Regions from separate parts of the Zea mays genome. Here region 2 is linked to region 1. Evidence: chromatin contacts called from public Hi-C data. All regions are on one chromosome and are shown on one strand. The core of a region is the stretch at or near the end of the contact, and the rest is flanking DNA. Distances in the headings are between cores, read along the strand shown.

Region 1 (5,199 bases), core at 1,005-3,504:
ACGTGCTCTTCGTGCGCGTAAATAAAGGCGCAGTTACGTGAGAAAACAAATACGCACACATAAATATATGTAATAATGTGCATAAAATTATGCATAGAAGGGATATTTTGTACCTTGACTCACGGAAACGAATATTACCATGTGCACACCGTTTACGACTGCATAACGATGTGTAACATGATAGTATAAACCATGCATTATATAAATCTTGACCAATTTGATATAAGGAAAGACGTGATGTATAATCGCGTAAATAAAGGGACAGTTACTGTTCGATGAGCATTAATAGAAGGAAATAAATTTTAATTTACAGCCGCAGTTCGCGGGTTCTGCTCGGGCGGATTCCAGCGTAAAACGTGAGCTAAAACATCGTAAATGAGTACGAAATTTAGCGTAGATCATATATCTGTTTTGTAACAGCAAACGAAGCCCAAAATTACGGCGTGAAAATCGCGTGCACCCAATCGTGCGCGGGTTCTGGCTAGGGCAGATTCCGGCGTAAAACTTGAGGTAAAACATCGTAAATGAATACGAAATTTAACGTAAATCCTATATTAGCTAAAACAGCGTAGATTGATCACGTTCGATCGTGCACGGATTTTGGCTTGGTCAAATTTCAGCGTAAAACGTGAACCAAACAACGTAAATGGGTACAAATTTTATCGTACATCATCAATCTATTTCGTAACAACGAATGTGGCCTAAATTACGACGTCAAAATCGCGCTCCGATCGCGCTCCACTGGTCGACGCCGATGATCCCCGCGACCTTCCATCGCGTCCGGGCCTCCCCATCCACCCGGAACGGCACCACGCCGTCGCGGAGCGCGGCCTCCATGGCGGCGCTGCCGGCGTCGCCCAGCGGGGCGCCCTGCGCGCGCCACGTACGCCAGCGGGAGGACGCCCCTGGCGGGCACGCGGAACGGGTAGGCGCAGAGCACCGCCAGCCCGCCCGCGCCGCCACGTACGACACGCGGGGCTGCAGCAGCAGCACCACCACAAGGACGGCCACGGCGCCCAGCAGCACCACGACCGCAAGCACCATGAACAGCACCACCGCCGCCCATTCCGCCGCGCCCGACCGGTGCCTCCTGAAGCTGTACCGCCGCGGACGCTGAGGCTCCTCCTCGCGCCCCCTCCACGACCGCCAACCCGCCGGCTGGAGAGCGCCGCGGCGGCCGGGGCTCTCCTGCTCACGGGCGCCTCCTCGCACGCCCGAGGGAACCGCCGCCGCCGCTAAAACCTAATCTCTGGCGGCGTGGAGGTGTTTTTATAGTGACGGCGTGGGCCCGATTCACGTAATATGCGCAGACTATATTTTCAATAAACTGATACACACATCAGCATAACTCGTATTATAATTTAGCGTAAGCATAGGTAGGTACAATAAGCCAGGGCTCCGGTGCGGTCTGCACACCTGGTCAGGGCTTCCTGTAGTTAAATAGAGCCCAGGGCTCTAAATACTATATATATATATATATATATATATATATATATATATATATATATATATATATATATATATATATATATATATATATATATATATATATATATAGAGAGAGAGAGAGAGAGAGAGAGCTGAGAAATAAATGAGGTTCGTTTTTGTCAAAACTATAGGTGTGGCATTTATTTTGGACCTCGACGTCATAAGTTATGGTGCCAATGTCCTACCACTAAGGTGTCTACACCACTAGCAGAGTAATTCTTCGGCGTCATAACATATGACAGTGAGTAATTAAATCTTAATGTTATAGGTCACCATGTTGAGCTTTAAGATCTAGACATGGTAACAGTCTGATCTCCACTATATTTAAGCGTGAGTTTCATTGTGCGTCGCCTGCTCCAGCAAGCGCATCAAGCGAATATATTTCCCCTCCCTCACGAAATATCCAAAAAAAACGAGTATAGAGGATTCAAACCCTACTCTCTTGGTATAAAGCACTTGGCTTCTACCACTATACTAATATCTATTTATGTTGTATAAAGTAGAGATACTGTAAATATATACATATACTAATAATTTGAAAATAAAAAAATATAATCGTTTTTAATAAATATCTTATTTAGCCTGGGGCAACGCGCGCTGCACAGTAGTCAGTAGCTGTGTATAGACAGGCCGATTGAATGCTTAAACGAAGATCCCTGCAGACACCGTACGTGATCCATGCACGCACGGACTGACGGGGGGCAGCCTGCTGGATCGTACGTAGACGTAGCGCAGCACAGGCATATACAATATAATACGCACAGAAAGCCCATTTGATCAACGCCGTACCCATAATTGCAACTTGTGTGTTCGATGGGCTCCGCGCCGCGGCACGAGACGATACGATACGTGAGCGGTTTCGAAACGTACGTGTGATGACGGGGGCCGAGATGATTGATGTGAGGAAGGCAGCAGTCTGGCTCTGGCTGCAGCCTGTAGTCTCCTGTACACACTCACTGGCTGCCTTTCGTTGACGTAGATGCACGACTGAATTCGACTAGACTTATATCACATCTTCACATGTTGAAAAGGAGATACCTTCGATCAAACTTGTTAGAATCATTGATCCACTCAAAGAAAAGTCACCTCTCATGGTTCCAAATAAGTGATGCCAACGACTTATCAGTAATTTAATAACATATATCAAGGAACAAAGAAGTAGAATATTTACAAATAATTATTTACATTAAAACAACCACATGTGTAGAAGCAATGAACATCTATATCTGGATGCCCTGGTTGAAACACGTGGGTTGGTCGAATCAAAAGATTAAATAAGGATGAAAGAATTAGAGAGAGATGAGAAATAGATGATGTTCGCTTTAATTTTGTCAGAACTAGGTGTGGTATTTATTTTAGACCTCAGCGGCGTAAGCTATGGTGTCGATGTCCTGCCACATTAGTGCCACTATGATGTCTACATCACTAACAGAGTAACTCTTCAGCGTCACAACATATGACATTGAGCAGTTAAATCTTAATGTTATAGGTCACCATGTTGAGCTTTAAGATATAGACACGGTAACAATTTCATCTCTACTATATTTAAGCGTGAGTTTCGTTGTGTGTCGCCTCCTCCAGCGAGCGCAACGAGCGAATAAATTTCCCCTCTGGCACGAAATATCCAAAAAAGGGGTATAGAGGATTCAAACCCTACTCTCTTGGTATAAAGCACTTGGCTTTTACCACTACAACTCATGTCTATTTATGTCGTATAAAGTAGAGATACTGTAAATATATACATATACTAATAATTTGAAAATCAAAAAAATATAATCATTTTTGAATAAATATCTCATTTAAGCAACATCTACCTATATGTCAACTAACTAGATGAAGATGTAAACGTGAAACTTAAAAAAAGAGGCTAACATAAAAAAAAAACAGTAGACAAAGCATTATCCACTCATGCATCCGCTGGCATCATGCACGGTCCTAGCTCGCACACTGACAGTGACACTTGTGGAAGGCTGAAAGCGCGGGGTGCAGTAGTAAATAAAAGCCTGGGGCAACGCTGCACAGTAGCTGTGTAGAGACAGGCCGATTGAATGCTTAAACGAAGATCCCTGCAGACACCGTACGTAATCCATGCACGCACGCACGGACGGGGGCCGGCATGCTGGATCGTACGTAGACGTAGCACAGACATACGATACGTGAGCGGTTTCGAAACGTACGTGTGATGACGGGGGCCGAGATGATTGATGTGAGGAAGGCAGCAGGCTCTGGCTCTGGCTGCAGCCTGTAGTCTCCTGTACACACTCACTGGCTGCCTTTCGTTGACGTAGATGCACGACTGCCATGTGAGTGGAGCCAGCTGACGAATGGATGTATGCTCCCTCGACGACGACGACGATAGTGGCTAGCTAATGGTCATCATCGCCGCCGTAAGGGATGCATGATCTATCTACCGACGTCGTGCGGCGTGCCTTCTCTTGGACGACACACGACAGCAGCTAGCTAGCTAGCAGTACGTACGTGGTCCGGTCCGACCGTGGCGGTGACGCGCCACCCGGCAGCGGGGCCGGCCGGGAACATGAGTTGGTCCGGCCGATCCCCCTGGAACGACGCGCGTCCCCGTTGCGTAGGAACGGGGGACTGTTACACCCGCCGCCGACGTCGACCCCTCCCGTTCGCGATCCGATCGATCGAGTACGTCCCACCGCTTCGTTCCATTCCATGCAGCACGCATCAGTGGTGGTCGACCCCACCACCCGCGCAGCCAGCTGGCCACAAAAGAAATGAGAAAGAAACAGTGGTGGTGGACCTTCGTTCGTAGCCTGTGCAGTGGTCAAGGACTGTATACATTTTCGTGACTGGAGAAGTGGGCTGAAAGATCTAGCGCTGCGATAGAATAGAACAGGGTGAAATTAAAAGAGGTGGTCGAGGAATGCTTCACTCCTTTCCAGGAGAATGCGGGGGCGACTCTGGTCCAAAAGACAAATGGTTTGTTTGGTTTACCTTACTAGTTTTTCTAAAAATCTTGGCTGTGAAGTCTAAGGGCTTGTTTGGGATCAAAGGTAATGGAGGGGATTGAGGGGCTATAATCCTTCACTAAGGATTATAGCCCCTCAATCCCCTCCATTACCATTTGTCCTAAACAAGCCCTAAGTATCATGGGGATTAGAAAGATGAATGTGTTCATAGGATTCAGGAACTAGAAAACGACAGACTCTTACTATTACAACGTGTTTACTTTAATTTTGGATAGTTTTTATTAAATCGATTCGTACATACGCTGGTTCAAAAGCTAAGCGTTTGACACTCTACATCAACTTTTTGTGGTCAGAGGCTAGAGAAAGCTAAACCAAACAGGGCTAAGCCAATGTTCTTCTGACTTTTGACGGTGTTTTAAACGCCTGGGAATGGAGGTCGTTGCACCTCCGCTCCAACGAATTCTGGTTCTTCGTTTGCTGACTTTTCTTTGCCTTCTGCTTCCAGTCAATGTCAAAGTCCATTCATCGGTAAGGTTTCAATTCAATGGAGACGGGACCAACTTGGAACTTGAAACAAGGCCTCAATGTCAGTACAGGACTACGGAGTAATAGTACTGAGCCCCTTTTACCTTTTTCTTTCCTTTTTTTTATTACAAACAGGAATAAAAGGGCCAATGGGCCCAATGGACCGAGCGAGGGGCGAAAGCAGTGGTAGACGGCAATGGGCCTTCTATAAATGATCAGTTCCAACCGTCATCCACCCACAAGGCAGGCA
Region 2 (5,199 bases), core at 1,047-3,546, 76 kb before region 1:
AAGTTCCCCACAGGGATCCCTACAAACTTTTGCGGGAGGTATTTCTTTCCCATTCCCGTTCCCCGCAGGGATAAATCCCCAGGGGATCCCCGTCCTCGCTTAAATTATATTCGTGATATATTTTTTTTGTTATTAATACAAAACATTATCACTTATACACATTATCAGATTAAGAAATCATTATGTGTACATCAAAATAAACACATTTATACAACGAGTGATCTCTTAACAAGGTAATTATTTATTTTTATTATTATATATTACATAAAAACATCATCATATGTAAGTTTAACGGGTCCCCACGATATGTAAGTTTAACGGGTCCCCACGAGGAATGGGGATGTGGAATGCTTTCCTATCCCTGTTTACCCATCGGGGGAGGATTTTTCCCATTTACAATCTCATGTGGAAAGAACCTTCTTCATCCTCATCCCCCCAAATGGAGGAATTTCCCGCGGGGAATCAGGGATCGGGGCCCCATTGCCATGTCTACCTGGGTTGGAGGGTGGCGCGCATGACGTAACACGAGAGCGATGGGGATGGGGAATGCTTTCCCATCCCCGTTTACCCGTCAGGAAAGGAATTTTCCGATTTACATTCCCGTGGGGGAAGAACCTTCTTCATCCTCATCCCCCAAATGGAGGAATTTCCCACGGGGAATAAGGGATCAGGGCCCCATTGCCATCTCTACCTGGGCTGGAGGGTGGCGCGCAGGACGTAACACGGGAGCGATGGGATGGGGAATGCTTTCCCATCCCCGTTTACCCGTCGGGGGAGGATTTTTCCCATTTACATTCCCGTGGGGGAAGAACCTTCTTCATCCTCATCCCCAAATGGAGGAATTTCCTGCGGGGAATCAGGGATCAGGGCCCCATTGCCATCTCTACCTGGGTTGGAGGGTGGCACGCAGGACGTAACACAGGAGCGGATGGGGCACAACGAGGGAATTTTTTAACCAACCCCAAAAATCGCCACCGAGGGGGATCGCACCTGGGACCTAGAGATACTACTCGGAAGCCTTAACCATTACGCTAGAGACCCTTTCGCTACTAGACTATTATGAGCTATGAGAAGTTCTATATTTATTATGAAATGGATGGAAGCAGTTGAAACCATGTCAACTCATTTTTAAGACATTAGAAAAAACATAAAACCATCATTGAGAGCAATTTGTTTTATCTCCATTGGTTTCATACATTTCTATTGGTCACTTAGATGCAACATTTAATTGACATGGTAGACTATGGAATAGTGAAGTGAAACTTTATATTGAAAGTGCTTGTTTCATTCTTTGTTTTATCTCACTCTTGATAATATGACAGCATTGAAAATAACGCAATGAAACTTTTATTGAGAAGAGCCATGGCTAAACTGAAAATATAGTGTGCCTCAAATAGACTAGCGAGTTTCATCCTATATATATATAGGATACTGCCAGGATTGATTGTGATAATGTTTCCGTTTTAACACCATGAAATTTTTCCGAAATTAAAACTGAGATTTGGTAGTGTTATTCGCAAATTCTCCCATCATTCACACAGGGAGCGAGCATATGCATCATAGGGACCTTGTTTATGTACATATAGCCAAACCAGCCCACAAAATCAACTCGATTTTGAGTTTTCTCCAATCTTTTGTCCATTTGGCCGGACTGAAGTGTGAAGTGAAACTGTTGTATTAACAGTCAAGCTAATCTCACAAGAATACTCTAAAAAGATGTTTTGCTGTTTAAAATTTTATTATTTTGTTTTTGTGAGGTTGCCGATGTTTGTTTTTTTTTTTGACTTGTAGCCTTCCCTGGCGTGGTTGCCCCCGTCCCCCTTCCCTTGTTGCAGGAACGATTGGCAAGGTGTGTCGAGGACTGGAACATGATGGATTGAGTATTAAATTTGGTGCTCCCAGTGCTACCAGCTAGAGCAAGAAATGGGTGAAGGTAGGAGGGGATGCTGCATTTGCGTGCTCAAGTGGTTGCAGATGGAGACAGGTTTCAGACAAGCCGTTTTAATGCTTAACGATGCAGATCTGTGCACCTTAATCAATGGTTCATCTGCGGCCTGCATGTACTGATTTTACACACAGTAGTATATGCATGGCATGGGGATCCATTAATGCGTTGGCTGCCTGGGATGCATGGCGTCTGAGCTGGTCCAGTACGTACTACTAGCTAGTAGCTAGTATTAAATTTTCTATTCGTCCTTGAGTGCCGGACGCATTTGCGCGTCGCTGTACTGTGTGTGGAGTAGTATGTATGGAAGTGGAAGGACCGCAGACCGCAGTGCACTGCAGAGTGCAGAGTGAGTGAGTGCTCCCTGCTCCGGCGGCGGAGGGGGAATCCAAACGCGCGCGCGAGATGCAGAGGCGAGGAGCGCGCGATTTGCGGGCTGCGGCGGCCTGCACTGCACGCCCAGCCGCACTCGGACATGACAGTCGCTTTATTCCCTTGTTTGATTTGAGGTGTGGACCGTGCTGCATGCTGTTGTCTTGGACCAGCTGGACCTTGCAGAGTCTCGTCGTCCCTCTCTAGAGTGTGAAATTCTGTCTTTGCAAGTTTTTTAAATAATGTACAAACGGTTCCGGTTTCGATCTCTCATCGTCTGACAGAGGTCAGCTGCCCCTAAAAATTTTGTTTTTCAGACCTTTCAAAGTTCGTGGCGGCTACATTTTAAGGGCCAGTTTGGTGTCTTACGCCCGACGCCACGCCGCGCCTAGGCTGCGGCGGCCGAATCGGCCGCCACACCTGCGGCAGCAAAAGTCTGGCGGGAGTTGGTAGTTTAGGCATAATACCAAACAGCCCCTAAAATTTTCATTATTCCCATTAATTTTGTTGGTATGTTCATACCACATGCAAGGCTAAGGCTCTGTTTGAAACTATTAGTTAGATACTAAAAATTAGTTAGTGAGGTACAAACAGCCTCAGCTAATATCGTGTCTAATTGTTAGCTAGTTCATTAGGTAGCTCAACCTAGCTAATAATTTATTATTCGACTAACTTTTAGCTCTAGTGGTTCCAAACATGGTATAAACTTAGGCTACATTTGGGAACCACTAGATTTTTTGAATCCGGAATATGCACGTTACCAAAAAAAAAAATCAACGTAAAGTTGATACTTGAGATTCTACTCTGAAGCACATTATTCAAGACATAAAAATCAAGACGTTTGGAACTACAAGATTTCGTACTCACTCATTCCACATGATTTAGTCAATTTGAATTTGTTATAAACTAATTATTGTCAACTTTAACCGGTTATATCATATGTTCATATGAGATTTTAAAACATAAATGTAAAGTCACTAGATTCTCCGTGGCTTGAACTACCATAATATATAATTCTTTTCATATGAGATTTTACGGTCACTAGATTCTTTCTATTCAAGATTGAGTAGAGAGGGGATTTTTGTTAGAGAATTTGGCATTATCAGTTTTAATTTAATCCAGAAAACCAGTGTGATGTATGTGACAGTGTGATGTATGTGACGACATGTATGTGTGTGTATCACTACTCACATAAGCAGTAAACAACAATAAAACATGCACAATTACTGAAAACAGAATGTATCCTGCGGATGGACCGATGCTCAAGGCATTAGTGGCTCCATTCATTTACACAAGACATCTCGTGTGTATGTTCGATGTAGTCGTACGCAGTCGATGCATGCAGATGTACACAGTATAGTCCCTCGAACTGCGCCGACGACGAAGAACCGGATCAGCGTTGGTCGAGCGGACGGAGCGAGCAGTCGCGAGTACGCTCCCTAAAAACCTGATTGTCCGCATACATGTGCAAGTGTAGCTCTGCGGCCGGCGATTTCATAGGGCCTTCTCTCCCACTCTCTTTGTGCTCGCAGAAGGTGGGACGGGAATAGACCGAGCGCAACACGTCTGAGAGATTGTTCGCGTAACCAGAAGAGCGTTGAATATTATTAAATATTAATTTTAGTTAAGCCCACATTAATCCAACAATTTTAGCCCCTCCATTCTCGTCTGGTATTCTTGCTCCTAAACAAGCACAGAAGGTATTACTGTTTTTTTATTACTATGCATCTAGTGGTTAGGATTAAGGGTAAAGTCCGTTGGTTCTTCTCTCAATAAGTTCTACCGGAAACGGAATAAGTGAAACCAGAAGGGCATGACAAATAACAATGCACTCTCAAGTTGGTCCATACCCGTATGTACGTCCTAGCCGTAAGACAACAGGGCAGTTCCTTAGTTATTATATGTCAGACTGTATTGCGACCTAGAGGAACAGAGTAATTAATGAAATTTCGAAGTGACAAGGTGCGTGTTTTTGTGGAGGTCTTATGATGTTTACTCTAGCAAAAGTAGTAGGTCGTCTCCATCCTTTGGAAGTGTTTTTCAGCATTATAAAAAGCTGTTTTTTCTTCTTCTTTTTTTTATTTCTAAAATGAACTAATAGAAACCTGCTTTAATTTGCCGGAACTAACTGTGGACCGGAGGTGATACAAGCAAGCCCGTAAAAAGGAAAATCAGCTAGCTAGCTAGCTAGCGTGTGCTAGAACAGCAATATTCAATCAAGAGCAGAGGTGAATCACCTCGCCGCGCCGTCGTACAGTCACAGCGCAGCCGGCCCATCCGTACGTCGTGAGGGGCCCAACGACAACGAGCAGCGCAATCTCTATGGGCACGCACGCGCGCCGCTCCTTGTGAAGCCAACCACGACGACGTCGACGTCGACGGCGGCCGCGCGCGGCTATAATAATGATGCACCCATGTCGCGCGGGGTCACCGTCAGAGCCTGGCCCGCACACGCACCCCGGCGCTGTGGCGCGAACGGGACGCGGTCGACCGATGGGCGACGGGGCAACCGCCGGCGGGGCCGGGGAGCGAGAAACAGAGTCCCTGTGGCCGCGCTCCTAGCTCCTGCTGGCCTCACATCGACGCGCGTGGCGATGGACGGTCCACTTTCTTCCGGAAACAGAAACACTAACGCCAGGCGAGACGTTGCTTTCAGCCTTCGGACAGAGAAAGAGAGAGAGGCACACACCGTACCTGCTGCCCGCTCGGCGCCAGTTCATGCTTGGGGTCGCTGTGGATGGCGGGCTGGCTTCATGTTCGTCTCAGACCTTACCTAGAAACAGCCGGAGCGAGGAAGCAAGATCGGGGGACTCGGTGCATGCTATATATGGACGACACTTGCATTGGACAGGTTACCATGCTTTGATCTGTCTCTGCGTGGG

The links. Hi-C and Micro-C count contacts between places; a contact is called where the count stands out from the background.
Region 2: a contact with region 1 is called in a Hi-C map of tassel, with 10 times the contacts expected there. The contact joins two enhancer-like sites. A contact is called at or near these places in 15 of 25 Hi-C or Micro-C datasets (bundle sheath, ear, endosperm and 2 more) and 1 of 3 datasets of contacts at active chromatin or transcription factors (leaf).

What each region holds. Positions count from the first base shown.
Region 1 is chr1:263,871,141-263,876,339 of Zm-B73-REFERENCE-NAM-5.0, reverse strand. It overlaps the pseudogene LOC100278494. Among protein-coding and RNA genes, the nearest start is that of LOC100382010, 15 kb to the right of the region's middle. Within about 2 kb of position 2,254, at least 2 of the 20 cell types and tissues checked have an H3K27ac peak or open chromatin away from gene starts, as enhancers often do. A contact at or near this core is called in tassel, where this site is marked.
Region 2 is chr1:263,947,643-263,952,841 of Zm-B73-REFERENCE-NAM-5.0, reverse strand. No RefSeq gene overlaps it. Among protein-coding and RNA genes, the nearest start is that of TRNAL-CAA, 3.8 kb to the right of the region's middle. Within about 2 kb of position 2,296, at least 13 of the 20 cell types and tissues checked have an H3K27ac peak or open chromatin away from gene starts, as enhancers often do. A contact at or near this core is called in tassel, where this site is marked.